Regions from separate parts of the Gossypium hirsutum genome. Here region 1 is linked to region 2. Evidence: chromatin contacts called from public Hi-C data. All regions are on one chromosome and are shown on one strand. Each heading gives the region's core, a stretch centred on a gene start, on an enhancer-like site or on the middle of the called end of the contact. The rest is flanking DNA. Distances are from core to core; before and after follow the strand shown. Region 1 holds the start of LOC107914845 (probable acyl-activating enzyme 6). Region 2 holds the start of LOC107914844 (non-lysosomal glucosylceramidase).

What was found. Hi-C and Micro-C count contacts between places; a contact is called where the count stands out from the background.
Region 1: a contact with region 2 is called in a Hi-C map of leaf, with 2.0 times the contacts expected there. The contact joins the promoter of LOC107914845 here to the promoter of LOC107914844 in region 2. A contact is called at or near these places in 10 of 34 Hi-C or Micro-C datasets (anther, callus, hypocotyl and 2 more).

What each region holds. Positions count from the first base shown.
Region 1 is chrD10:30,490,378-30,496,413 of Gossypium_hirsutum_v2.1, forward strand. LOC107914845 (probable acyl-activating enzyme 6) reads right to left here and starts at 2,606. Exons shown (of 1, transcript XM_016843892.2): 1 at 422-2,606. The coding sequence starts at 2,295. The coding sequence ends at 631.
Region 2 is chrD10:30,221,957-30,227,751 of Gossypium_hirsutum_v2.1, forward strand. LOC107914844 (non-lysosomal glucosylceramidase) reads right to left here and starts at 4,223. Exons shown (of 18, transcript XM_016843888.2): 1 at 3,837-4,223; 2 at 2,844-2,954; 3 at 2,670-2,726; 4 at 2,439-2,515; 5 at 2,259-2,358; 6 at 1,705-1,778; 7 at 596-696; 8 at 412-515; 9 at 192-245; 10 at 40-95. The coding sequence starts at 3,917.

The DNA of each region.
Region 1 (6,036 bases), core at 1,356-3,855, 270 kb after region 2:
GAGAAAAAAAAAGAATTTTTTAGAGTGAAATAAAAGAGTTGTAGAAATATGAATTATGATGAAAAATAAAATTATATAAATAACAAATGAGATTTCATTGAGAATTAAAGTGTAAGTGTAAAAAATCTATGATCAAACTTTTGTACGTGTGTAGAATTTTGTATATAAAAAGATAAAAATATTTTAAAATAATACCAGAAAATATTTTAATATTTATTCAATTAAATTATTATGATATCAATTGCTGCCAAACAGAACAAAATGGCTCTATTTGTAAAGCAGGTAACTTAATGTTAATAGAGAGATTTAACAATGAAAATTATTTGTTACTACACCGGTGCCTAGTATATTAGTTATTTATATATGTATTATTGCATTCCAATTTATAGTGTTGAAGGTTAGCCAAACAATACACATGAGATGGCATTTCCAAATCTGAAATACGACCATATTATTCACTACTATTAGTTAAATTCGGCATGTCTCATCTAGTAACTAGTTTTGAGCCAATCATATAAATTGCTTACATAATACATAGTTTATTGTTTTTTAACTAGTTTTGATCGAAACGACAATCCAATCTTTACCTTGCTGACACAGACAATCATGCAAAACGCGATTCGACTCAGTTCACATTCTACTCACCCGAGGGGAAGATGAACCCATTCCCTTTGCAATTTCCCTCAGAACAAACTTGAGAATCTTCCCCGTTGAAGTCTTGGGTAATTCATCCTTAAACACCACCGTTTTGGGCACCATGTAGTGTGGCAACTTGGCTCTACAGTACTCCATAATCTCAATCTCACTGGGTTTCCGAGTTAACTCAGCTTTCAAGCTCACAAAAGCACAAGGAGTCTCTCCCCAATACTCATCCGGCCTAGCCACCACCGCTGCTTCATTGATTGCTGGGTGAGTGTACAAAATGGATTCAACTTCAACACTGCTCAGATTCTCCCCGCCGCTAATTATAACATCCTTTGAACGATCTTTGATTTCCATATATCCATCAGGGTGGATCACCCCAACATCTCCGGTGTAAAACCAGCCGTCTTCTTTCAAGCACTTGGATGTGGCATTTGGGTCCTTTAGATACCCCAACATGATACAAGGACCTCTCAAAACGATTTCCCCAAGGCTTGACCCGTCTCGCTTTACACTCAGTCCTGACTCGGGATCCACTATGTCCGCTTCCGTCACAGTCAGAGTTCTCACTCCTTGTCTCGCTTTCAGCCTCGCCCTCTCCGCCAATGGAAACTTGTTCCATTCCCTTTTCCAAGCACAAGAAACAACCAGTCCTCCCGTTTCGGTTAACCCGTACCCGTGACTCACTATGAAACCGAGTGACTCGGTCCTGTAAAGAACCGCTGCTGGCGGTGGAGCTCCAGCGGTGAGGATTTGGACTGGATTTTGGAGAGGTTTAGTTTCAGGAGAATTTGTTAACATGTTAAGCACCACGGGGGCTCCACACATATGAGTGACGCCATGTTTTCTGATCAAACTATAGATGATTCGGGCGTCGAATTTTCGAACGCAAATATTAGTTCCACCGACGGCAGCCATCCCCCAAGTGAAACTCCACCCATTAGCATGAAACATTGGGAGTGTCCATAAGTAAACAGGTTGTTTTGGAACTTCCCAATGGATTAAAGAATCAACGGTGTTGGTGAAAACTGCCCTGTGGCAATGAACCACTCCTTTAGGAGACGAGGTGGTACCTGATGTATAGTTCAAAACAATCGGATTCCACTCACTTTCAGGCCGAATCCACTTGAAACCAGGGTTGCCTTTCTGCACCAGACTCTCATACGTGCAACAGAAGCGAGAGTCAATGGTGGAACTCACACCATCATCCTCATCATCTTTGATTAAGACCAGAAGTGGGGGGTTTTCGTTGGGAGGAAACAAAGAGATGGCTTGCAGGGCCAGAGACTGAGAAAGGGTATCGACAAAGAGGAGCTTTGATTCACTGTGACATAGGAGGACGGAGACAGTGCGGGCATCAAGGCGGGTGTTGATGCTGTTTAGTACAGCACCAGACATGGGAACAGCGAAATGAAGCTCGTACATTGCTGGGATGTTGGGGGCTAAAACGGAAACGACGTGGCCCGTTTTGATGCCGGTAGAGGAGAGGGAAGAAGCTAACTGGAGACATCGCCGGTGGGTTTCAGACCAAGTGTAGGAAGTATTATTGTAGATGATGGAGGTGCAATCACCGTACACGGTGGCTGCTCTGTCTAAGAAGCCTAGTGGGGTGAGAGGGGAAGAATTTGCAGGCCGTGACTTTAGCTCTTCCATTAATTTTCCTCCTTGAAACGCTGGTGGTTTGGGTTTTTTTCTTTTTCTTATAACCTTTTAGAGGTGCGTTTTGTGGGTGTGTAACGATAGAGATTCAATAGTTACAAGTAAACACAAATTAAATTTTGAACATCAAAAACGGAACATAGATTAGATTGGATTGTTCAAACAGAAAAACAAGGGAAGAAACAGGCGACTAATTAAAGCTCCTCCGGTGTGGTGTTCTAAAGTGAGTCTCGAAGTCAAAGGATCTCTGTATTTGTATAGCTTATCAGTGATTGAAATGCCTAATCATGAAATGCATCCCTCTATTTTACTGAAATTGACATTTTAGTCCTCTTTTTATATAATTACATAAGGGGAACGAGGTTACTTGGGATCAAATCCAAGCTTTTATGCTTATAACATAATATTTTTTCTATTGGGTCAAGAGGTTGTTGACTTAATTCTTATATTTTAATTTGCTTTACAAAAACTAATAAGTTAGTCCCATTAGGTAACACTATTAAATATTGCCTTTGAATTGTTAACCTTAAAATCATCGATTTTTTTAATTCATATGCACAAAATAGTTAAAATAAAAAATTCAACAATCTATACCGAACAAATTAGCAAAAAAATAGTGGTTCAACTTCATGTATTTACCAACAACTAAACTAATTTTTTAGTTTTCGTAAAGTACAAAATTAAATTTTGACAAATTAAAACTGTGGGACTAACTTATTAATTTTCATAAAATAAAAGGATGGAACTCATAACTTGACCATTCTTTGAAAGTAAGATATTGAAGCAAAGAAGGAAAATATCCTATATGGCATGTCTAAAATGATGATAATTGACATCTCTAGTTGGTTGACACATCATCAATTATATATTAAAATAGTAATGGGAACCACTATTATGCATAATATTTACCATAATTAAGTTAATATGTATTTTTAGTTAGAACCTACATTAATGTTTAAACATATTTAGTAAACAATTAATTACTTGATACAGTTTTACCATAATTAGTTTATCTAATATAAATTCACCATAATCAATTAATATATATTAACCATAATTAGTTCACATAATATAATTAATCATAATTACTTAATATATATTTACTATAATTAGTTTACATATTTACAATAATATACATTTGTGTATCACATTTAATAATAGCTACATAAAATTGAAAAATTATATATATTTTGTGACAAAGAAGAATAAAAAAAATTACATCACAAAATGCAATCCCCTAAATGGGGAGACTTCAAAAACTTGTAATCATTTACTATCCAAGTGAACCAACTTGACCAGTCTATCAGCTTCTTAGTTCTCTTCTTTAGGGATATGGCAAATACTCTAATGTTGAATCCGAGAAAACAACTGAATAATCCTCCTAATCAAAGCAAAGTTAGATCCTCCTGTAAATCCCTCCTTTATGGCATTAGCCACTTCAAGGCTATCTGTCTGAACCAATATATTATCATACCCTCGATCAACCAAGATGCTTAAGCCATCTAATATGCCCCACAATTCAGCCTCGAACATTGAACAGCTCCCCAAGAATCTGTTAAAGCCAAAGATTCACTTCTTATTTCGGTCTCGCACAATTCTGCTAAAGCAGAACCATCCTCACGCCTAACGAAACCATCAGTATTCAAGTAAACCCAGTTTCCAGGCAAATTGGAGCATTAAATCAGAGCCTAAAGCGAATTCGTTGGACCCCTAGCTATTATCATAAATTGTTTGGCCCAGCTATATTAGACCTTAATAGTGTCATTGCTGCTCCAAGACGAACCTTGAAAAATAAAGAGATTGTGATTTTTCCATATACGCCATATGAGAATCTCAAAAAAGCACTTTCATTAGACCTCTCCAAATCCCAAGTCATGCCTATTCTGCAGGTTTGATGTGATCCATTCTTGTAAATTACCTGAATAAAAGTTAACAATTTGATCAGTAGGAATTAAAAGGTTCCAAATATCCATTGCAGTAGGACAATCCCCAATAGCATGCAACATATCCTCAGTGATATGCCCACAAACCCCACACACCGAGTTATGGCCGATACCTCATCGAACTCTTTCCATATTAGTGAACAACCTCTGCTTGAAAGCAAGCCAAACAAAAGACCTAACCCTTTTGTGGTCCTTGAAACTTCCAAGGGATCTTCCACACAACTTCTTTCGGCTTCCAGGAATTTTCCTGGATTTCTCCATATGCACTTTTAACCAAAAAAGAACCTGTCGATGTACCTCCCCAGATAATCCTATCAGCACCTATTGTCGAGTGTGGTGGAGGTACCCTAATAATAGCTACATAAAATTGAAAAATTATATTTAATATGTAAAAAAAATCCATGTATCATAATTAATATCAAAATATAAATGTATTTAATATGAAAGAGAATTAATTTTTTTTGTCCTAATATATATTGATCATAATATAAATTTTAAAAATTAAACATTTGCGGTTTGTTTGAGAAAAAAATTATTTATTACGCATGTATTACAATAATTAAACATAAAATATAGAATAGTTAATACAATTTTAAACTTAAAATAGAAACATAACGAATAACTCTTGTAATAAATAATATCACTTCAAAATAAGTGAAAAATTTTCTTCTTCTTTTTTTTGCTAAAAATAAGTTATCGAATTGGTTAAATATTATCTATTGAATTAGTTTATTGCTAACCTATATACTAAAACATGTGTAAAATATAATATTCCTATCGAACGTAGCACTATATTATAGTGCTTTTACTTTCTCAAACATAGTATTGATGAAATTTTGTACCAATTTTTTAACAAATAAATATAATATATTTTAATTAATATACACAATCAATTCATGCATCGCATGCAAAAACATGTATATATATACTACTTATAAAATCCCTTATGGAGTTGATAGCATAAATTAATTGAACATCAACTTAATTGAAAAAAAGTTAAATTAAAAATATTAAAAAAATTATAAGGATATGTCTTTTGATATTTATATATTCTTAAACTAAAACATGAAAAAATGTCAAAAATAGATTGATGGTTAAGTCATGAAGTTCAAGAATTTATGGGTGTGGCTTAATATGTTAATTTTTATAGTTTTTTTTTGTCGGTAAAAAGATCTCTTCATACCTTTTTAATTTTGAAATTAAGTAAATTGGTTTTTATTAAAAAATTAGGAGTAATTTAATCCCTGACAATTTTGAAAGTGAACAACTAAGAACAATTAATTACGGTGTTATTGTCTTCTATCAATTGTACACAATTTTGATTAGCACAGTAACAAATTTAGCTTTTAATGTTTACATATTTTTTTTCATTTTGGCCTTAATTCTAAAAATTTCAACAAATTCAGCCTCAACATTTACACATTTACACAAATGCTAGGGGATAAATTGGTTAAATTAGAACCAAATTGACAGAATGTGTGAACTTTGAGAGTTAAATATATTATTATACCAATCAAAATCATGTACAATTGATGGAAAATATTAACTTCGTGATTAATTGTCCTTAATCACTCATTTTCAAAATTGACAGATATTAAATTGTTTTGATATTTTTAGAGTGACCAATTTGCTTAATTTTAAAATTGAGATAAATTGGAAAAAAAATTTTACCTTTTTTTTTCCTTCACCCACAACTTGGTGTCATATTGTTGGGGATAAACTCGTATAAGCAATGAACAAGTAAAATAAGTAAAGAAATTGAAAAGATCGAACACACAAATTTTACGTGGCA
Region 2 (5,795 bases), core at 2,973-5,472:
ATGGTTCAAATGGAAAGAACATACACAATAGATACTAACATGAATGGTTCATTGACATGATCTCCTGATAAGTGTGAAATTCCACCAATTGAATTCTGCAGAAACAAAGATTGATTAATGAACATACAAGCACCTGTATTACCATTGATTTGAGTAAAACTATACAAGTTTGAACATAGAATATGAACTACCGCCCAAGTGAAGAGTAAGCTGACTTTTGCCCTTTCTTTTCCAGTATTCACCAACTGCAATAGAATAAGTAATGGTCAAGTAAGGAATGAAACAAAGAAATGGGCCATTAAATATTCTCAGAAATAACCAATTACAGATCAATTCTAAATTGGTACATAAGACCAAAACCTGTTGTAACAAGTCATTAAATTCTTGAAATTAGATGCTTAATAAACATACCGTGTAGACAAAAACAGCTGTTGGAAGACTGCTGTCCCTATAATCATGTGGCACAAAAGGTGATATCTGTCGACAGGACACTTTTAGGTCTGGATCTGGTTCACCTGAAAAAGTAACAGATTGTTCAAAACAAGATTCAAGGAAAAATAAAGACTTCTAAAAACAAAGAAAGTTTGAATAATACCATCATATATTGTCCATGCTCTAGGAAACAAAGCATGGTATGTAGAATGCTGACCATTCAGATTCCATCCCCATGAAGAAATACCCTCATCACTAGTTTTGCTGAGAAAGCATACAACTAACATTACACTTACAATCTACACAATCTCTAATAAAGAAAATTGTCCCAAACTTCAAAAAGATGATGAAAGAAAGAAAAATCCCTATTCCTTAAATCTAGGCAAGCCCCAAAAAGTACGATGGAACCTTTCTAATTTCTCAAGAAAAATAAATTAATATAAAGGCACTTCGAATACACAAAATACACCATCATGAAGGACACTGCATATTTAACAATGAATTAACACACCCTCCCAAAGAACCCTCTCCCTTCCCTTTTCCACTGAGCACTCGTCCCAACTCTGAAAAGGAGATTGCTTATCAACCATGAAGTAGCTAGCATTTCCTTACCAAATAATTTTAGAAAGGAAGAGGAAGTTCAGAGATCAAATACCAAGCTCGATAAATAAATAAGTACCAAGCTGAAGGCAATTTTGCAGTAAAAAAATGACGAAGCAATGAAGTTTTAATGTTATAAATAAAATGCAAGAACTAGAACATAGAAATCAAACTGGATACTATTTGCTCAATCAAATTTTGAATAGAATTTTCCCAGGTAACAATTTTCATAATTATCAAAACCTGCAGCTCTAGGTTCTCATAAGGATATTAACAGCTAAAATTAATGACATGCAAAATTTTCAGTTAGTTGAATAGGTATCAACTGCTGCCCCTTGATATGATGATATTCACAAAGTGAAACAAACAAGGATAGAATGACCAAAGAAGATAATCAACAAAGTACACAAAGTAGGAGAGCTACTGACTTACATGCACATCATCAAATTAATTTTGCAAGCCACGGATATATATGATGCACCAGTCAAAGTTTGTTGTTAAATGCATAATTACAGGTCTCGTATACCACTTGAGGTGAACCTCATATACAACCAGTCAATAAAAACATGAAAAATATCTATTTCTTTTAGCTCACAAAAATGAAAAGATATACAAGTATCCATTTTCTTTTAGAATGATTGTAGTATTGCTTAACAGGGTTTTCTTTCTTACCCTAGTCCTTCATGCTGTCCGGGAGCCAAAACTGATGCGTACTTCTTATTCCCTCCATCGCGAGATATAAATATCTACAATATCAGAAATAAATCAAACCAGCAAGAAGAAGAAATTCTGGTTTAACATTTCTTGAGCTATTTTTTATTTTTTGTAATCCCTTATCTGGGGGGACTGGCCATATCTGTTTCATAAATTTAAGTTGGAAAAACTGCAACCATAATCTACTAATAAAATAATATTGAATAATTGATGGTGCACAGCAACTACATGATTGGTGCTAGATTTAAAATGAAAAAGAATGTCATCTTATAAAATTCAAATATTGCCTCTCAAAACCTTTTAACGAAAATGTCAATTTGTCTCATCAGAAGAAAAATTCAAGTTCAATGCATATACATGAGTTCAGCTGATAGTCCTAAAACCATATGTTGACCGATCTTATATTATATACATATTTTTGGTTTTGGATCATTCTCTTGAAATAAATCAGTTAAAAACTCATAAAAAAATATAACACGAACAAGTAAATAAGTAGAAGGGCAGAGCTTTACAGAAAATTGATTAGCCATAACAGGTGAAATGTTGCAAGTTCCAGGGATAATTTGCCATTGCCTGAACTCACCTCTGAAACCCCTGGATATACTGCCACTCCTGCAACATGATTTGCCACCATTAGAGTACATGAAAAGTTCCAGCACTAAGAACTGAATGTAGCTAACCAGATTAAATACCCCATCCCTCCCAGTGGAACTCCTTGAGATGCAGATGGCTTACAACTTTCTCGGGTAAAAGGGTCAATGGGTGCTTTCTGCACATAATCATGCGATAATATAAAAAAGAAAAACTCAGAAAACATCTTCATCCTGCAGTTGTGCTATCTAGGAAATAATAACCTATTTCTAGAAACTAAAAGGTGGAAAGAATATCAAATGAGTGTAAACTGAATTAAACAAGAGAATTACCCTTCCATGAGAAGCCTCTTCCCTGACATAGGACCATAGACGTATGCCTAATCGCACCTAAGATTTCAAAATTCCCAGACCAAGGTAACCAGTACAGGATATCAAGCATACTTGCTATACAGAATTAATTATCTCTTATCTGGAATCAGTCAAGCAGGGTCTTCTATCACTTACCATCTGTATTGCTTCCATAAATGTAACACTGAATTCTTTAAGAATATTAGCATGGCTGTTTAACCTTCTTCTCCAAGCTTGTTTTGGTGGGGCAGCACTATCAAAATTAAACTATAGAGAACCAAACCAAAAAATTCACTAAAATCAGTACAGAAGAAAGCTTAAATTAATCTGAAATAAAAACCACGATTATCATGTCAAATAAAATAGTTCTCATATAAAAGAGATGTGGCATTGAAGACCCAAAATTAAATCAAAATGTCACTTTTAGTCCTTTTACTCAGTCATATGTATGCAGACGGAATATTGTCATATTGCTGATTTAAGATTATCAGATATGAAATAATATCAGGCAGAACCAACTGTATTAATTTGAGAAGAATCACTGTCAATCTCTTCCCTACAGTTGAAACGAATACTGAAATGATTCTAATTGGCATCAAGTTCAAAACGTTTTTTCTTACTTCTAACAATTTACAGGTTTTTGACCAGACACCAGCCGCAAAAATCAACTAATCGTATCTATGGCATGAATCGTATCAGGCCAGCGATCCCTTTTTTTTCCTGAATTTTGACGAGACGCAAGCTCGCAGTCAAGCTCTCATTAATGGTAAATACATAGAAAAAGGATCATTTCCAAATATTTAAGTAAAAATTTAATTAAATAGTTCCTAAGGCATGTCTTATATGCTATCTACAAAATCAAGCGCGATGATTGAATTAAATAAGAGGCAGAAAATATACAAAATAAATAGTTCAAATTTTCTACAAAATGAATTTGAACCTTATTACTTTAGGATAGAACTAATTCTGTGGAAAAACAACCTTGCTCCTCTTAACTTTTAGACTACTACTATTTTTTTTCCTCCGCTTTTACACATTTTCTCAGGAACCAAACAGAACGAAATCAACTTAGAAAAAAAGAACGCCATAATCAACAAAGTTATCCCCGTTAATATTAAGAAAAGAAAAGAGGCAAAACAAAAAACTTACCAATTGTAAAGTATTACGGCTGACATATTCTTCAGGCGGCCATGAATTCTTTTTAGAATGAAATAAGTTTCCAGTAACCATGTTGACTAATCAAAATTCAAATTTCCACTCCAATAATGTCCTGTCCCTTCTCTTTAGTTATATGCTTCCCAAATTCATGCGATCAACAAAAGAAAAGGAAAAATAAATAAATGCAAAAGAACTTGGGAGAAAAAGCCTCCTATACTCGAAAGATCTCTTATTTATATTTTAAAAAAAGAAAAGAATAGAAAAGGAATGGAAATGCTAAATCAGAGAATCGCGGGATCAGATATGTAGGGGTACTTTAGATTTCCGTGTAGAAAAACTGGAGAAGCGTTAAGCATTCGTGGCGGCTTTTTTGGGATATAAAAATGGAAAAAGAGGAGAAATAAAAATTTAAAATGAAAGAAAGAGAGAGAATGAAGAGGGGACGGGTGGAGCCGTAGGGTTGGCGCGTGGAAGAGCCATTTGGACTTTGGAGCCTTGTCAGCTCTCATGGATCGCCAGGTGGGTGTCAACGCCACAATAAAGTCCAATTTCTTTCATTTTTTATTTATTTGTTAATATCATATTTCATCCAAGTTCAAAATACAATAATAATGTTAGGTTAAAATTTTGGTTTATTATCAACTTGTATATTAAAACATTATGAAAAATTTTTACTAAAAAACATGTTTTTATAATAGTATAATTTATTTTTTAAATAAAAAATATTTTAATAATTTTTCAATTTAGTTATATACATTAGTATTTTTTTATCGGAGTATGTACATACACCAATTGGATTAAAAGCTTAAGATAAGTATAGATGTTGATAACTTGATTCTTAGCCAAGTGTCGTATTTTCAAAACATATAAATTAAAAACAACAAATATTTTTAAAATTTTATTAATTATATTTTTTTGAAAATGTGAAAAATTTTGAAATTTTGATTTTTCCTAGAAGGAAAAGAACAGGTAAAAGGGCGTTGCGTGATAGCTGCCTCCAATGGGTGAGGATGTGGGGTCATCTTTCTTTTTGGTCTTAAAAAGAATATGGTGGAGTTTTTTTCTAATTAAAATTAAAAATGAAAACAAAAGTAAAAATAAGAAAATTTTTATTTGATTATTTGCTAATTTAGTGGGCGGTGCGAACTTGAGATAATATGCGGTTGTGTCGTGTGGTGTTTGTCTGGACCGCATCGCATAGCGTCCCACGCAGTGAGCAACTAACTAATTCTACTGTTTTTCCATTTTCCATACCACCTGCTCTCGGGACAAATAACAAGATCCACTTGCTTGATTTGTTCATATGTTACTAATAATTAAAAGGGTAAACTATACCATTAGTCATTAAATTATGGGTAAGTTTTCATTTTAGTCGCTTAATAAAAAAAGTTATAATTTGATCACTGGATTATTTAAAAGTTTTCATTTAAGTCACTATACTATTAAAATCAATGTTATAGTTTTTTTTGTTCATACTACCGACACCAATAGAAAGCTTTTTTTCCTCTTATCTTTTATAGTTCAATTTTTTTTTTATGAAACAATTTTGGAAGTCACAATTTGCGAACCAACATTCAAATAACTTTTTTCTTTAATCTTTGACATTAACTATCAAATCAACTTGGATCTAAGGTATGTCCTACTCGTCGATGGGTACTGATCCACTATATCGATCATCGAATCGTCGCTTGGAGCTCACTGGCGAAACTTTAAAAAAAATTAATCTAGTGACTTAAATAAAAACTTTTGAATAGTTCAATGACTTAAATGAAAACTTTCGAATAGTTTAATGATCAAATTGTAACTTTCTTTAGTTAAGTGACTGAAATGAAAATTTACCCATAGTTTAGTGACTAATAGTGTAGTTTACCCATAAGTTGAAGAGTTAATTGCATTAGACATCATTAAATTATACTTTCATTCGAAATTGATCCTTAAACTTTAAAACAT